Linked DNA regions of Sus scrofa: all the other regions are linked to region 3. Evidence: chromatin contacts called from public HiChIP or PLAC-seq data. All regions are on one chromosome and are shown on one strand. Each heading gives the region's core, a stretch centred on a gene start, on an enhancer-like site or on the middle of the called end of the contact. The rest is flanking DNA. Distances are from core to core; before and after follow the strand shown. Region 1 overlaps DUSP10 (dual specificity protein phosphatase 10). Region 2 overlaps LOC110255633 (a long non-coding RNA gene). Region 3 overlaps LOC110255736.

What was found. HiChIP or PLAC-seq counts read pairs in DNA pulled down with a chosen protein or histone mark.
Region 1: an H3K27ac HiChIP or PLAC-seq map of skeletal muscle shows a contact between it and region 3. The contact joins two enhancer-like sites. A contact is called at or near these places in 1 of 47 Hi-C or Micro-C datasets (psoas muscle) and 1 of 2 datasets of contacts at active chromatin or transcription factors (skeletal muscle).
Region 2: a contact with region 3 is called in an H3K27ac HiChIP or PLAC-seq map of skeletal muscle, with 6 times the contacts expected there. The contact joins two enhancer-like sites. A contact is called at or near these places in 1 of 47 Hi-C or Micro-C datasets (retroperitoneal adipose tissue) and 1 of 2 datasets of contacts at active chromatin or transcription factors (skeletal muscle).

The regions. Positions count from the first base shown.
Region 1 is chr10:10,882,934-10,887,594 of Sscrofa11.1, reverse strand. All of the region lies in intron 2 of DUSP10 (dual specificity protein phosphatase 10), which reads left to right. Among named protein-coding and RNA genes, the nearest start is that of DUSP10, 21 kb to the left of the region's middle. Within about 2 kb of position 3,349, at least 9 of the 83 cell types and tissues checked have an H3K27ac peak or open chromatin away from gene starts, as enhancers often do. A contact at or near this core is called in skeletal muscle, where this site is marked.
Region 2 is chr10:10,769,035-10,773,295 of Sscrofa11.1, reverse strand. The region is part of intron 1 of LOC110255633 (a long non-coding RNA gene); the gene reads right to left. Among named protein-coding and RNA genes, the nearest start is that of DUSP10, 130 kb to the left of the region's middle. Within about 2 kb of position 2,730, at least 1 of the 83 cell types and tissues checked has an H3K27ac peak or open chromatin away from gene starts, as enhancers often do. A contact at or near this core is called in skeletal muscle, where this site is marked.
Region 3 is chr10:11,232,528-11,236,957 of Sscrofa11.1, reverse strand. LOC110255736 reads left to right here. Exons shown (of 7, transcript XM_021065090.1): 4 at 2,859-2,960. Among named protein-coding and RNA genes, the nearest start is that of TRNAT-UGU, 79 kb to the left of the region's middle. Within about 2 kb of position 2,202, at least 4 of the 83 cell types and tissues checked have an H3K27ac peak or open chromatin away from gene starts, as enhancers often do. A contact at or near this core is called in skeletal muscle, where this site is marked.

The DNA.
Region 1 (4,661 bases), core at 2,100-4,599, 350 kb after region 3:
GGGTCCAATCAGAGCTGCAGCTGCTGTTCTACACCACAGCCACAGCAACTCGGGATCTGAGGCGCATCTGCGACCTACGCCATAGCTCACGGCCACACTGGATCCTTAACCCATTGAGCGAGGCCAGGGATCCAACCCACATCCTTCTGGATAATAGTTGGGTTCTTTGCCCGCTGAGCCACAGCAAGAACTCCAATTGTCTTTCTCTTTGGGAGCTTTAGTTTGGATTTTTAAACCATGATCCCATGTGTGTTTTGTTTTTGTTTTTCGATTTGGTTTCTCCTTCCTGATTAAAATAGACACTCTGTCTTCCCTGTGGCCCCGCTAACCATCACCCTTCCATTCAGGCTCAGTCTGGCTCTGTTCCCGTCAGGCCCTCTTAGGTCACCAGCTCCTAGAAAGTGGACTCCTGCTTGGGATGCTTGGAAGACACGTTTCTAAGAAAAGACCAGCTTGAGCTGTGTAGTTCATGCAGGGGAAATGCCTTTACCAGTGAAAACCGGGAATGAGATGCAAAGTGTCCTGGAATCAGAGAAGACGCTCGAAACGCTTGCCATGGCTTGATTTCTACCCAGCTGGGCTGGCTCTGGGCACTTTGTGTACCGCTGCTCTGCCAGGCTTGCTCTGCAGAACTGCTCAGTTTCTTTCTTTTCTTTTTCTCTTTGGTCTGTTTAGGGCTGCACCTGCAGCATGTGGACATTCCCAGGCTTGGGGTCAAATTGGAGCTGCAGCTGCTGGCCTACACCACAGCCACAGCAACGCCAGATCTGAGCCGCATCTGCGACCTTCACCACAGCTCATGGCAACACCAGATTCCCGACCCACTGAGCGAGGCCAGGGATCAAACCTGTGTCCTCAAGGATACTGGCTAGGTTTGTCACCACTGAGCCACAAAGGAAACTCCCTTATGATTGTGTTTTCAAATGGTCTCAGAGTTAAGTAACTTAGGGTACTTAAGAGTTAGTGAGTGAGGAACCCAGAATTCCTGAGTTTAGGCCCTGCCTTCCACGCCTTCATCCAGGGGAGGTGAACATGCTGCTGGAATCATCCATCAGCTGTCTCGCCGTGTTCCAGGGCGGGCCAGCTGGCCGGGGCAGTACCCTCAGTACTGTGCCCTCAGCCCGATTTGGTGCTTAATAAATGTGTATAGAAATGGACACCTGAGGGCAAGGGGGGTCCCTCCTCCTGTTCCCTGACTCCCTCAGGCTCGTGCTCCCTCTTGAGCATCCTCTTCTCCTTCGTGGGTCTCTCCATCCCTTCTTACATAGGGTGTCTTAGAAGGAGGCGTGGAGGTGGAGAAAGGGTTAAGGTCCCCACGTGTGAATTGTTTTGGACCCCAGGTCTCGCTGCCGGGCATGGCTGTTTGTCACATTTAAGCCTGTCACTCCTGCAGGCTGCCTCTTCTCCATGAGCCTTTCCAGCCTCAGCAGTGACAAGATTTCGGAGCCTTCCTGCTAAACTCTCCTGGCAGGCCCTGCACCTGCCCTGCATGAGTCACAGCAGAATGACATCCTTTCAGGTGTTTTTGGTTAAGTTTCCTTTAATGATCTTTCAACCCTTTTCTCTCATTAGATTTTTTTTTTTTCTTTTTAGGGCCACACCCACAGCATATAGAAGTTCTCAGGCCAGGGTCTGAATCAGAGCTGCAGCTGCCCACGTTTACTGCAGCCACAGCAACACCAGATCAGAGCTGCATCTGCAAACTATGCTGCAGCTCGTGGCAATGCTGCATCCTGAACGCACGGAGTGAGGCCAGGGCTCGAACCTGCATCCTTGTAGATACTCGTCAGGTTCCTTACTGCTGAGCCACAACAGGAACTCCTCTCCCATTAGATTTATCTTCAGAGACTATATATATTTAAACAATTTTTTTAACACTTCCAAATTCCTAGGCTTATGCTGAGCGACACACAATACATACTTTACACCTGACTGGTGGCCCTTTGTCACGTCCTTCCCAAGTTGATTTAACCTTGAAACATTTATCGAGTGCCTGCTGTACGAGCCAGGCCTAGCTCTAGGTGCTGAGTGGTGACTACTTATCATTTCTGTTCATAACTGTTCTGTTCATAACTTATTAAGTCCTGGCAGTGACTCTGGGCGCCTCTTGGTACTGCTATTGGCCCTATTTTGCACATGAGGAAGCTAGGGTGCAGGAGGCGAGGACGTGGCCGAGATCAGCGGGCTGGAAGGGGCGGAGGCCAGCCGAGCCCCAGGGCAGTGATGCTGCGCTTCCTCCAAGACGGAGAATCGCCTGGCTTTCTTGGGGTCCATATGTTAACAATAACACTAAACAAATGAAGGAGGTAACAAGTGGTTTTTGATAAGTGATCGTGAAACTAAAATTTCACACTATTAATTAAAGAGCAGTAGCAGGGTCGCTATCCTTGGACACTGCGGAAGAGCCTCCTGAGAGGACCCTGTTTGAGCTGAGGTCTGAATCACCTAGTGAAGATGTAGGGAAGGGGGTTGCACGAAAAGGGAACAGCATGTGCAAAGGCCCTGAGGTGGGAGGCAGGTCCTGGCCTCTCATGGCCTAGGACAGGGGCTCTTCTTCTCCACTGTCCATCAATATACAATTTATTCACATCCTGCTGGAGCTGGAGAAATTCACAGAAGATCCAAACCCCTGATTTTCTAGAAGTGGCAAGAGAGGTCACAAAACCAGTCCCCAGTAGGACCTCGGTGCAGGCCGTAGGGCTATGTCCCCAGAGTCCTTGCTGTCAGGACTTCCAGCCCCCTGAGCAACGTTAGGCATAGCTTCCAGGGGATGTGGCTGGGAGATCTGACTGTGCCAGACGTGGGGTTCATCCCAGGTCACCTCTCCCGTTCCGCATGTCCCAGGTTGAACTGACCCGTTGCTTGGCTGGCCTGCCACTTAGCCTCAAGTCCACATTGACAAGCTATGATCCAAGCCTACCTACTCCAAGCCCGACTGGCCTCTTGGTGGATTTTTCTTCCCCTTCATCCCAGAAGGTGGTACATTTCTGGGGACACGATCGCTTGATCGCTTTTCACTTGATACAAACGTGTATCTGTCAGCGCGCAGAGGCCTCCCCTGGCTTCAGGCTGGCCTTTCCAATCTCAGCCATCCCTCGAGGGTCTGACCGTGGGGCTGGGCTGGACAGGTAAATCTCTATGTGGGGCAGTGTTCACGCCTGCTCTTTCTGGCCGTGTAGTCTTGATGCTCAGACTTGCTGAATGTTCTTGCCAAATACAGAATTCCGCTCGGTGACTTGAGGAGGTGTTGCTGTGCCTTTTGTGAACAGAAAACTCTGATTCAGGAAAACAATCCACATTTTGATGTTGACACTTGATCCTGTCCCCTGCCACTTCCTGAATTCCCTAAGCTACCGCCCTTTGACCTCCAGATGATACTAAAACACATCGTCATGAAAGCTGTTTGTTTGGACATGGGGCTTTCATTCACAGTGGGCGGGAGGCACATGCCGTTTTTGCTGGGAGCTTCCCTGCGCCAGTGCAGTACAGGGACCATCTGGGCTACCCTTCCATAACCCTGCCCTGCTTCCTGCCCTCCCTCCCCTCCTCCTGCCATGGATGTTTCCAGATGACCTCTGTGCACGTAATTTCCAATGGGAATGTTTCACGGTAGAAATATGCTCTCTCTTGAGGCTTGCTCTTGATATTTCTAGAGATTTATTTAATTGGACTCTACTTAAATCCCCTTGGGAAACATACTTTTGCTGTGAAGTTGTGATGTGTTTAATTTGGGGTCTAAGATAAATGTCGGTCCTTGGGGGAGGTGGATGATTAGGCAAGAGTGTTCCTTTTGTTCAGGGGGCCTGTTTAGTGACTGGCTTTCCTGGCTTTCCTCTGTTTGTTGGTTTAGCAAAATGCTTCACTATTTAAACTCCGGCACCGCAAAGCAAAGAATGTTCTCCCTCTCTTCACGGAATTAAACAGTCATGCAGAGCTTGGCTTGAGCCCTTGGGGGGCATATGGCTTCATGTTTTATGGCACTCTCCTGGTAAAGGCTCCCCTCTCCAGCCTTCCAGTATGATCTCATGGATTCTTCTCCCCTCCCTTAATCCTCCTTGATGGATTGCCTGGTATTGAGCTTTTTGGTGAAGACAGGAGCTGCAACCCTAACATGGTATTGAGTGGCTGCCCCCAAACCCAGACATTCTCTAGCTAAGCTGTTCTTCCCCCCAGGGAGATGCTGCAGGGAGGGTGTAACTGATGAAGAGGCCTGTGTCTTTGGGACGAAGGGGGCTCCTGGGCTTGCAGCTGGCTCGTGAAACGAAGGTTTGGGAAGATTCTGTGGGCTTGCCCCTTATGAGCATGCCCATCCTTTAGGCACCAACACATCTTGACCTCGGGTCCATTTCTGGCTTGACTTTCAGACATGGTATCAGGTTGGGTTGGCTCCCAAGGGTCAGATTCTCAGGCAGTCCACAGGTTTGGTGTGGTTCTTCAAATGTAAGAATTATAATTTGTATTTCTACCAAGTAAGCTAGCCTGGGTATTAAAAGTGGTTCCCTGTTTGTATGTTGGGGCTGCTGTAACAAACCACCATGATCTGGGTGGCTTCAAGAGCAAACATTTATTTTCGCAGTGTTCTGGAGGCTGGAAGTCCAAGGTCACCGTGCTGGGTGCACAGGTTCTGGTGTGCTCTTCCAGGCTTGCAGATGGCCACCTTC
Region 2 (4,261 bases), core at 1,481-3,980, 460 kb after region 3:
ACCTAGAGCTGTGTTCATATTTACTAACGGCCACCATCTGCAGGGCAAGTGGAGAGAACAGCAAAGAAGGCATGTCTTTAATGACTAGAATATGCAATTTTGCAGCTTGGAGGACGATCGCAAATACTCTTGCATCTTTCCTGTTACAGAAAGATTAGAAGCGTCACCTGATGCCTGCTGTAAGGATCAAAGCCAAACCAAAAAGGGTTTAGGGAAAGCCTGACCTGGTGTTATGCTTTCAGAAGTGTTTGGTGATGATGAAGCATGTGTAGGGCTTTGAAGTAATGCCTGTCTGAATTACATTAGCATGAATTCTTGGAGCTTTGCTTTAAACACCACTTCTCCTTCACACCCCATCAACAGGTAGAACCCGCAAGAAAAAGAGTGAGGACAAGATGATGAGAAGGTTGGCGTGACACATGACTGGTCAGTAACATTTGAAAAAGCCGTTCTCTCCATAATTAACTAAAGGAAAAATAAAAATGGTGAATAGAAACGGCTCTTAAAGGTTGAAAACGATTATGTTTGCGCTCTCAACTTCAGGCTTGAATTTTCTAATGGATTTTGCAGAACCGCCCTATTATAGGCACAAAAAGTTCTTTCCATCATTATGAGAAAGAGTTAAAATGGCCAAAAAAAGCAAGCTTACTTTCACTCAAGATCTATTCATCGAGGATTTTTACCTTCAAGGTATTTACTACTTTGTTGAATGAATAAATGAATACAACCGTAGAACAAACAAACAAAACATAAATGCCCCAAGATAAAGTACAATGCGATAAAGTTCCCAAGGGGCAATGTCCACGTCTAACTGGAGTGGGTCTGGGAAGCATCCATGTAGGGGGACCACCTTGGACGGCCTCACAGGGTGAGTCAAGTGTGAAAGTTTACAGTTGATAGAAAGGCATTTTGGGTAAAAGGACAGGTAAGCCAAGACCCTCCACCCTAAAGCACAGCAGGAATAAAGGTGGCAGAAGGAAAGAGGTCTTGGAGCGGGGAGGCCAGATCACCAGCACCTTGGAGACTGCAGGGAGATTCTTTTTTTTTTTTTCCCCACTGTACAGCAAGGGGGTCAGGTTATCCTTAGATGTATACATTGCAATTACAGTTTTTTCCCCCACCCTTTCTTCTGTTGCAACATGAGTATCTAGACATAGTTCTCAATGCTATTCAGCAGGATCTCCTTGTAAATCTATTCTAAGTTGTGTCTGATAAGCCCAAGCTCCCGATCCCTCCCACTCCCTCCCCCTCCCATCAGGCAACCACAAGTCTCTTCTCCAAGTCCATGAAGGGATATTCTTTATTCTGCCAGCTGTGGGGAGTCTTAAAGGCATCTGAGCAGGTGAGAGACCCTTCAGGGTCCTGCTTTCAGGAGATTCATCTGGCAGGAGTGGGTGAGATAAGCTGAAGGCAGGAAAAATGAGCTGCAAAAGATCAACTAGGTGATAGTTAGCCAGGTCTAGGCAAGAAGTCATGAGGACCTACTTTAGCTGGGGACAAGGAAAACAAAGGTGGGGACAAAGGGGAGAAGGAGTTCACGGTCAGACCTGTCAGATGCAGGTGTGGGGACAAGGATGAGGTAGGAATGAAATCAGCACGACGTTATTCAGCCTGTGCTGCTGATGATTTTAGCAGAAACAGGGAGGGATGTTTGAATTGGAAGACGTGTTTATTTTGAATGCCAGGACTTTGAGAGGTCAGCAGGAACATCCAGAAAGAGGTGTCTGATGGACAATGGGGACTCCAGCCCCAAAGCTCGCAGAGAGGTGAAAGCTACACAACGAGGGACACCAAACCTCTCCTCTTCCTCTTCTTCAAGAAGACAGGTGCCAGAGTATGTTTTGGACACAAGTGCTCAAATAGTCTTATTTCGCACATCATCTCTGTCTATATCTATGGCTGGATCACCAGTGGTCTGTCCGATAAGGCTACAGCATCATGGAAAATGTGAGGATACACTTTTCACCCGTCAGGGAAATGTGCTGTGCCCGTTAGAGAGTTCTCCATTTAAAAGGTGTATTTTTGTAATTCATGGTTTCCATGGAATTGTCACAAAACCTAGTCCCCCCGCTTCGGAAAATAAACAATAAAACCTGGTGCTAAAGGGAAACAGAGACATCCCTTCATTCTTTATTCCAAAGAATGCAACAGTTTTAGGCAGTAGGGGATGCTGGATGAGTGTGTCGGGGCCATATGAGCCCTGCCCTCTGTTCTGGATCTGTGTTGAAAGGGGGAGGCAGCTGTGTGGTTCAGGAGGGCCGAGTTTCCAGCAAGAAGGGAGCAGTCTGCAGAAACTTCCAGGCCCCAGAAGGACCAAAGTCTCTCTCAGAGTCTGGCTGCCAGGGCTGCCCGAGACTCAGAGGTTCCATCTTCACCAACAGTTGCTGGTGGGCACCTCTCAAGGGCATGGCCTTCACTGTTTATCTTGTGTCTTTGCTCTTTCACGTGGGGTCCGATATTCACCCTGAGTCCTTCCGAGTCTGATCAAAGTGCAGCTGGCTCCTTCCCTCCTCCACCCTCGGCAAGAGAGCCAGTCTCACCTGCCATCCACCCTGCAGCAGGACACACCGCATCCATGCACCCGACCCATTCGATCTCCTACCCATTTATTTCCCACTTCACCACACCCCAAATACTGCAGCTCTGAGATCAGCCTTCTCCTGGGAAGTGACGTGCAGCATTGGAGTTGAAGGGCTCTCTGGGGAAATGGTTTCTGGCTGCTGGGTCTAAGAGTGCAGAGGTTTTTGGACGGTGGCATTTTGCTGCAGTGCTTGGCCCTTGCTCTGCACTAGGAGAGCAAATCCGTGCGTGTCTGGCTTGTTTTCTCCAGATGCACAGGGCAGCCAGTTGAATGCATGTTGGGGAGCAGTAAAGATGCTGGGCACAGACCCAAGGAAGCAGGGACCGTGGTCCAAGAAGGAGGACAGGAAGGGCCTTCCTCCTTCCTAGCAGTCTGGGCAGGAAAGAAGGGCTTGACCTATGTTCTCTGTAGCCCTGCCTGCCGTCAGCACTAGAAAAAATAACCACAACACAAGCCTCAAGTCCAAGAGCCATTAATAGTCCCTCTTTTGGAATAAGTAGTCTTAGTGAAGTCAAGGGAGATTCTCATACAAACTGCAGTTTGGATTAGTAGTCAAGAGTCTAAACCAGCTGCACCCTAGTGTTCATAGCTCTATTTACAACAGCCATGACGTGGAAACACATGCACACACACACACACACACGCACACACACTCACACACACACACACACACACACACACTGGAATAACAGCCATAGAGAGAATGAAATATTGCCATTTGCAGCAACATGGATGGACTTACAGATGATCACGTTAAGCGAAGTAAGTCAAACAGAGAAAGACACATATAATGTATCACTAGGATGTGGAATCTACAAAATAACACACATGAATCTGTATACAAAAGAGAACAGACTCACAGATGTGGAAAAAAAAACTTATGGTTGCCCAAGGGGAAAGGGAGGGGGGAACAGATAAAACAGGAGTATGGGATTAACAGATACAAATTACTATACATGAAATAGATTAGCCATAGGGTTTACTGGATAGCACTGGGAACGATACTCAATACCTTATAACCACCTGCAATAGAAAATCATCTGAAAAAAAAATGTGTGTGTGTATGTACATATACGTAACTGAATCACTTTGTTGTATTCCTGAAACTCACACAATAGTGTAAGTCAACTACTTAAATAAATAATTAAGCGTCTAGCCTGGAACTAGGTGGGTTTAAATCTGTCTCTCAATAGCTATTGGATTTTGGATGAATTACTTCAACACTACAATTCTCTGCTTCCCCCTTTATCAGCCAGCGATGCAGAGGCACCGGCCTCACAGGGCTGCCATGAAAACGGAAGGACTTGGTCCGTGGGAGGTAGTCCGTGCCCCCTAAACGGGGGCCATCGTGGGTGTTTTTGTATTATCAGGGCACAGTTTCCTGTGACTGTGGAAGGGGCTTTCTGCACACAGACCTGTGCAGCTGTAGTTTCTCTGATCTGCAGAAAAATGCTTTGTGGTTGCTTCCCGGCCCAAGTCTCAAAAAAGCCACAGCTATAAGCCAGGAATTTTGCATGAGGCCTGCATGGGCTCTTCTTTAAATTCCCAAGCTCTAAAGCAACATGAAAGGGGACTCTCTTCTCCAACCTCTTCCTCAGGGACTCTGGCAAGTTCCGAGGCTTGGGAGGTGCAGAGGTATCTAAGTCTGGGGACTCCTCCGCAGGCTGTCTCTAGCTGAGG
Region 3 (4,430 bases), core at 953-3,452:
TGTGAGGACAGAGTGAGAGGGCGGCTGTCTGTGAACCAGGAAGGGAGCCCTAAGCCGAAGCTGCCCCTGCTGGCACTTGGAGCTTGGACTTGCAGCCTCCAGAGTATGAGAAATACATTTCTGTGGCTTAAGGCCCCCAGTCTGTGATGTTTTGCTACAGCAAAACATACCCAGGTCCCTTACTTTTGTTTTTCCTGTCAGGCTCTCTTCTTCCATTTGGAGTCGAGGCCGGGAGTGTGTGTCACATGCGTGGGATCATGCTAGGACCTACCTGGTAGGGTATTTGGCAGGATGCAAAGAGAAGTTAGATTTATTCACTCCAATCCTTATTCGGGACTGCCAGGGCCGTTCAAAACCATGAGACACCACTCCTGGCCCAGGCTTGGTCGTGTCCCCCTGCAGAAGAATTTCAACACACGTGGCTTCAAAAAAAAGTAAAACCCATCTATGCAGCCCCTCCTTGCCAGGCGCCCCAAACAGCAATTGTGAAATGCTAATAGTTCCTTACTATGAGCTCATGTTTATGAAGCGAACAAGTCTATGGGTTCAGAACAGAAGTGTAAATGAATTTTTAAAGTCTGCTAATCTGTTGAGCATTTAGGGTCATAAATAAGTGTATTCATTGGAATCGCACATACGTTTCGTCTGCTATTGAAGCAGTTAGCCAGCACCATGGCATGCTGTTCGGAAGGCAGGACTGCAGCAGAGACTGCAGGTGCTGGAGCCGACTGCTGACAAGGCAGCGGTTCCAAATTGGATTTTAAATACCCACCTGCCATTTCGTACGTACATTCTAGGACACTCGCACACATTTGAAGAAGCGTTGAATTAATTGCTGCTTTTCAGGAAGCTGCAGCAATTGCAACTTCTTTTCTTCTTTTGTAACTGGCTTCTGATGTCCAGGCCTGCAGATGCCGCAGGATTTTGCTTAACACAGCGAGGAAGTGTTGATTCAGGCCTGGACACTGAGCGGGAGATGAAGATTTCTTCCTGGAAGAACTCCCTTTGCGGGAAGCTTGTTAGAGACGAGCTCTCTGATGGTGTGTGTGTGTGTGTGTGTGTGTGTCTAAGTTTTCAAATTGGGAAAATGAGAATGAAGTTACAGACTGGAGACAGGCCACCTTTTTCAAAAGGCAGCTTTCCTCGAGCTTCAAAAGTGCACTCAGGCCTTCGTGGAGCCCACAAAACCTGTCCTTGGTCTCCTTCTTCTCTGTGGCCTTTTACCCCCTTACCGTGTGATGACTCCTCATTCTCTTGCTTCTTCTCGCTCCCTCTAATCCTCTGTCCTGACCCCCGACTGCCTTTGAGAACCAACAGACCTGCAGGCGACTTTTCTCTCTCTAGTCAAAACTTGGAGTTCCCGGCCTGGCTCAGCTGTAATGAACCTGACTGGCATCCATGAGGACGCGGGTTCGATCCCTGGCCTCGCTCAGTGGGTTAAGGATCTGGTGTTGCCATGAGCTGTGGTGTAGGTCGCAGACAAGGCTTGGATCCCGAGTTGCTGTGGCTGTGGTATAGGCCGGCGTCTACAGCTCTGATTCGACCCCTAGCCTGGGAACCTCCATATACAGCGAGTGCGGCCCTCAAAAGACAAACAAAGCAAAACAAAACAAACAGAAAAAACCTCGCTCGCCCTTGGTGTGGGTTTTGAGCTGGCCAATGCTCTTCCTCCCCCAGGAGTCACTGTTGAAGCGTGGTCTCTGACGGTTGACTCACGGGCTATTATGGGTTGGATTGTGTTCCCCCTGAAATTCACGTTGGAATCCTAACCACTAATACCTCAGAATGTGACCTTATTTGGAAATAGGTTTGTTGCAGACATACTTAGTTATGTTGGTGTCATAATACCGGAGTGGGGCGGCCCTCGTTTAACAGGGCCTTTGTCCTTGTAAAGGGGAATTGCACCCACGGATGCACACGGAGGGGGGATGCAATGTGAAGGCGAAGCCAGAGGTCAGGCCGATGCCCCTTCAAGCCAAGGACGGCCAGAGGCTGCCTGCAAACCGGCAGAGGCTGGACCAGGCCTGCGATAGGCTGGGATTTTCCGTCACAGCAGAAGGGACCAGCCCTGCTGACGTGCTGATCTCAGACTTCAGCCTCCAGAACCATGAGGCAGGAAAATCCTGCTGCTCTAAGCCGCCCAGTCTGTGGGTCTTTGCCGCGGCAGCCGCAGCAAAGGAGGACAGGTGCTGCCTTCCATCAAAGCCATCTCAAGCAGCGGCGCGGTGGTGGGACAGGCTTCTGGAGGAGGGCAGGCAGGGCCCTGACTCGGAGCAGGAAGGCTTGTCATCTACTTAGATGCTTCTCCCGGTGCCACCCTACCCAAGCCGGACCCTGCGAGCCTCCCGGGGGGGACCCCACTCATGGCTCCACCTGCCTTTTTATACATAGAAAACCGCTAATCAAAAATGAGTTTAATCAGAGAAGTGAGAAGTACAGAGAAAAAGGAAAACAGCCAAGCAAGACAGGGCAATAAGAGCTTAGCCCTTCAACACCGTCGAGCACCTTCAGTTCTTCAAAGACTATAGATAATATTCTGAGCAATGTCCTTGAAGCCGTTTGACAGGTGCCGAAGCCCCGGCAGGTGGAAGAAGTCAGCAGGTGCTGCCCGCAGCACGTCGGCCCCAGAAGGCTGATGATGCGGAGCCCCAGGGACCTCGCCACCCACCAGTGGGGAAGATGTGATAGCTGCTGTAGCAAAGCTGCATCTCTTGTTGCACATCTCCTAACACCCCGGCTCCTTCAACACTAAGACTCCTCACTAGCCCCTCTAAAAGAAGGACACAGTCTTCGAGGCACTAGCCCGCTGTGTCCCCTCTTTGCCTGGCAATTAAAGCTACTTTTTCTGTTTCTTCCAGCTCTGCCTCTGGGTTTCTATTTGGCGTCATCCGTGTGCAGAGGCGGCTGAGATTTCGGCAACACAACAGCCTGGCCTTGACTGCAGCTCCATCCCCAGCTCGGTTAGTACCATCTTGTACTGTTCCTTGAACCAGGTGGAGATTCGCCATCTGTCTCTGGTGGCCCCTGGGTGACCTGCTGACCAGGGGCTGAGGATCGTCAAATAGTCATTACCTGTGGCTTCGGAAATGTCATTTCCTGTATTAGCATAGATGAGACACAGTCCTGTTGGTTCCTAGACGGCACGAGGCCATTTATAGTCATAAAATACAGTCTTAGAGATACTCTGTGGGCCCTGGCGCAAAATGAAAATGTGGAGGCAGGTGGGGTGGCAGAGGCAGTTTCCCCTCCTCTAATGCCAGCGGCCCCACCTGTGCCTGGATTGCTTGCTACCTGGATTGAAGCTCACCCGCCCGTCCCCCAAGTTGCCATTCAAATGTGCAGTGGTGCTGCCAGCCAGGTGCAGGGTGACCCTGTTCCAAGATTCTACAGCGTGGACATCTTACCCCTGGTCCTCCTCCTGCTGGGGGCAGAGGATGACAGCAGAATGCAAGCCTCTCCCTCCAGGGTTCCTTGGTTTCTACCCCAGATGGTGGATACAGTGCTTTGAGATGGCATCACAAGGGACCAAAGAACCAGGGCAGAGAGAGCAGCCAGCCGAGAGGCGAAAAGTGGGGAGATGGTGGAGGTAGGATTGCCTATGAGAAGAGTGCCACGTCCCCTGCTCCATTGTCCCAGGGACCTCACTTATGAAGCACACATTCAAAGATACAATTATTGGGGATTTCAGGATGGCAAGTCCAAGTGCGTGCCCCTTCTGAGGGTGGGGCTGTGCATGACTGCACTGGGCAGCCCCGTTACAGGCGCACTGGAGTGGATGGACTTTTGCTCAAAAGGTTTTAGAAATACTGTTGTGTCACGTGCTGTGTCCTAGCTGGAGGATGAATTTTCTGGGCAGAAAGAACAAATAAGAGACCCCATGGGTGACCATCCACCCTCGTAGGCTGGGCTCCAGACTAGAGCCTGGGCTTAAAGGACGAGCGAGATGGTCTAATCCAACCCCTTCCTTAACATGGGAGGGTATGAAAACTTGCAAAGAGACCCAGGGGCAGGCAGCTGGTTCTGGTCAGATCTAGGGCAGAACCTATGTGATTTTGCTATTAAATAGGTTTGAGACGAGCTTGAAGAAACTCTGGAGGGTGATGGCTATGTTTCTCTCTTTTTTTCACTTTTTAAAGTTGTATTGAAGTCGAGCTGGCTTACAGTGTTGCGACAATTTCTGCTGTGCAGCAAAGGGATGGAGTTCTGCATGGACACAGCTCCGTTCTCTTTCCGGTTCTTTCCCCACGGGGACCATCGCGGAACACTGGGTAGAGTTCCCTGTGCTGTGCAGCAGGTCCTTCTTGGTCAGTCATTCCTTCACCACGGGTGTGCACGTGCCGGTTCCAAACCCCAGCTCGTTTCGGTGGGAGGGACGGCTTTTTGGGTGTGTCCCTTTGTTAAAACTCATCAAGTCGTACACTTTAAATACC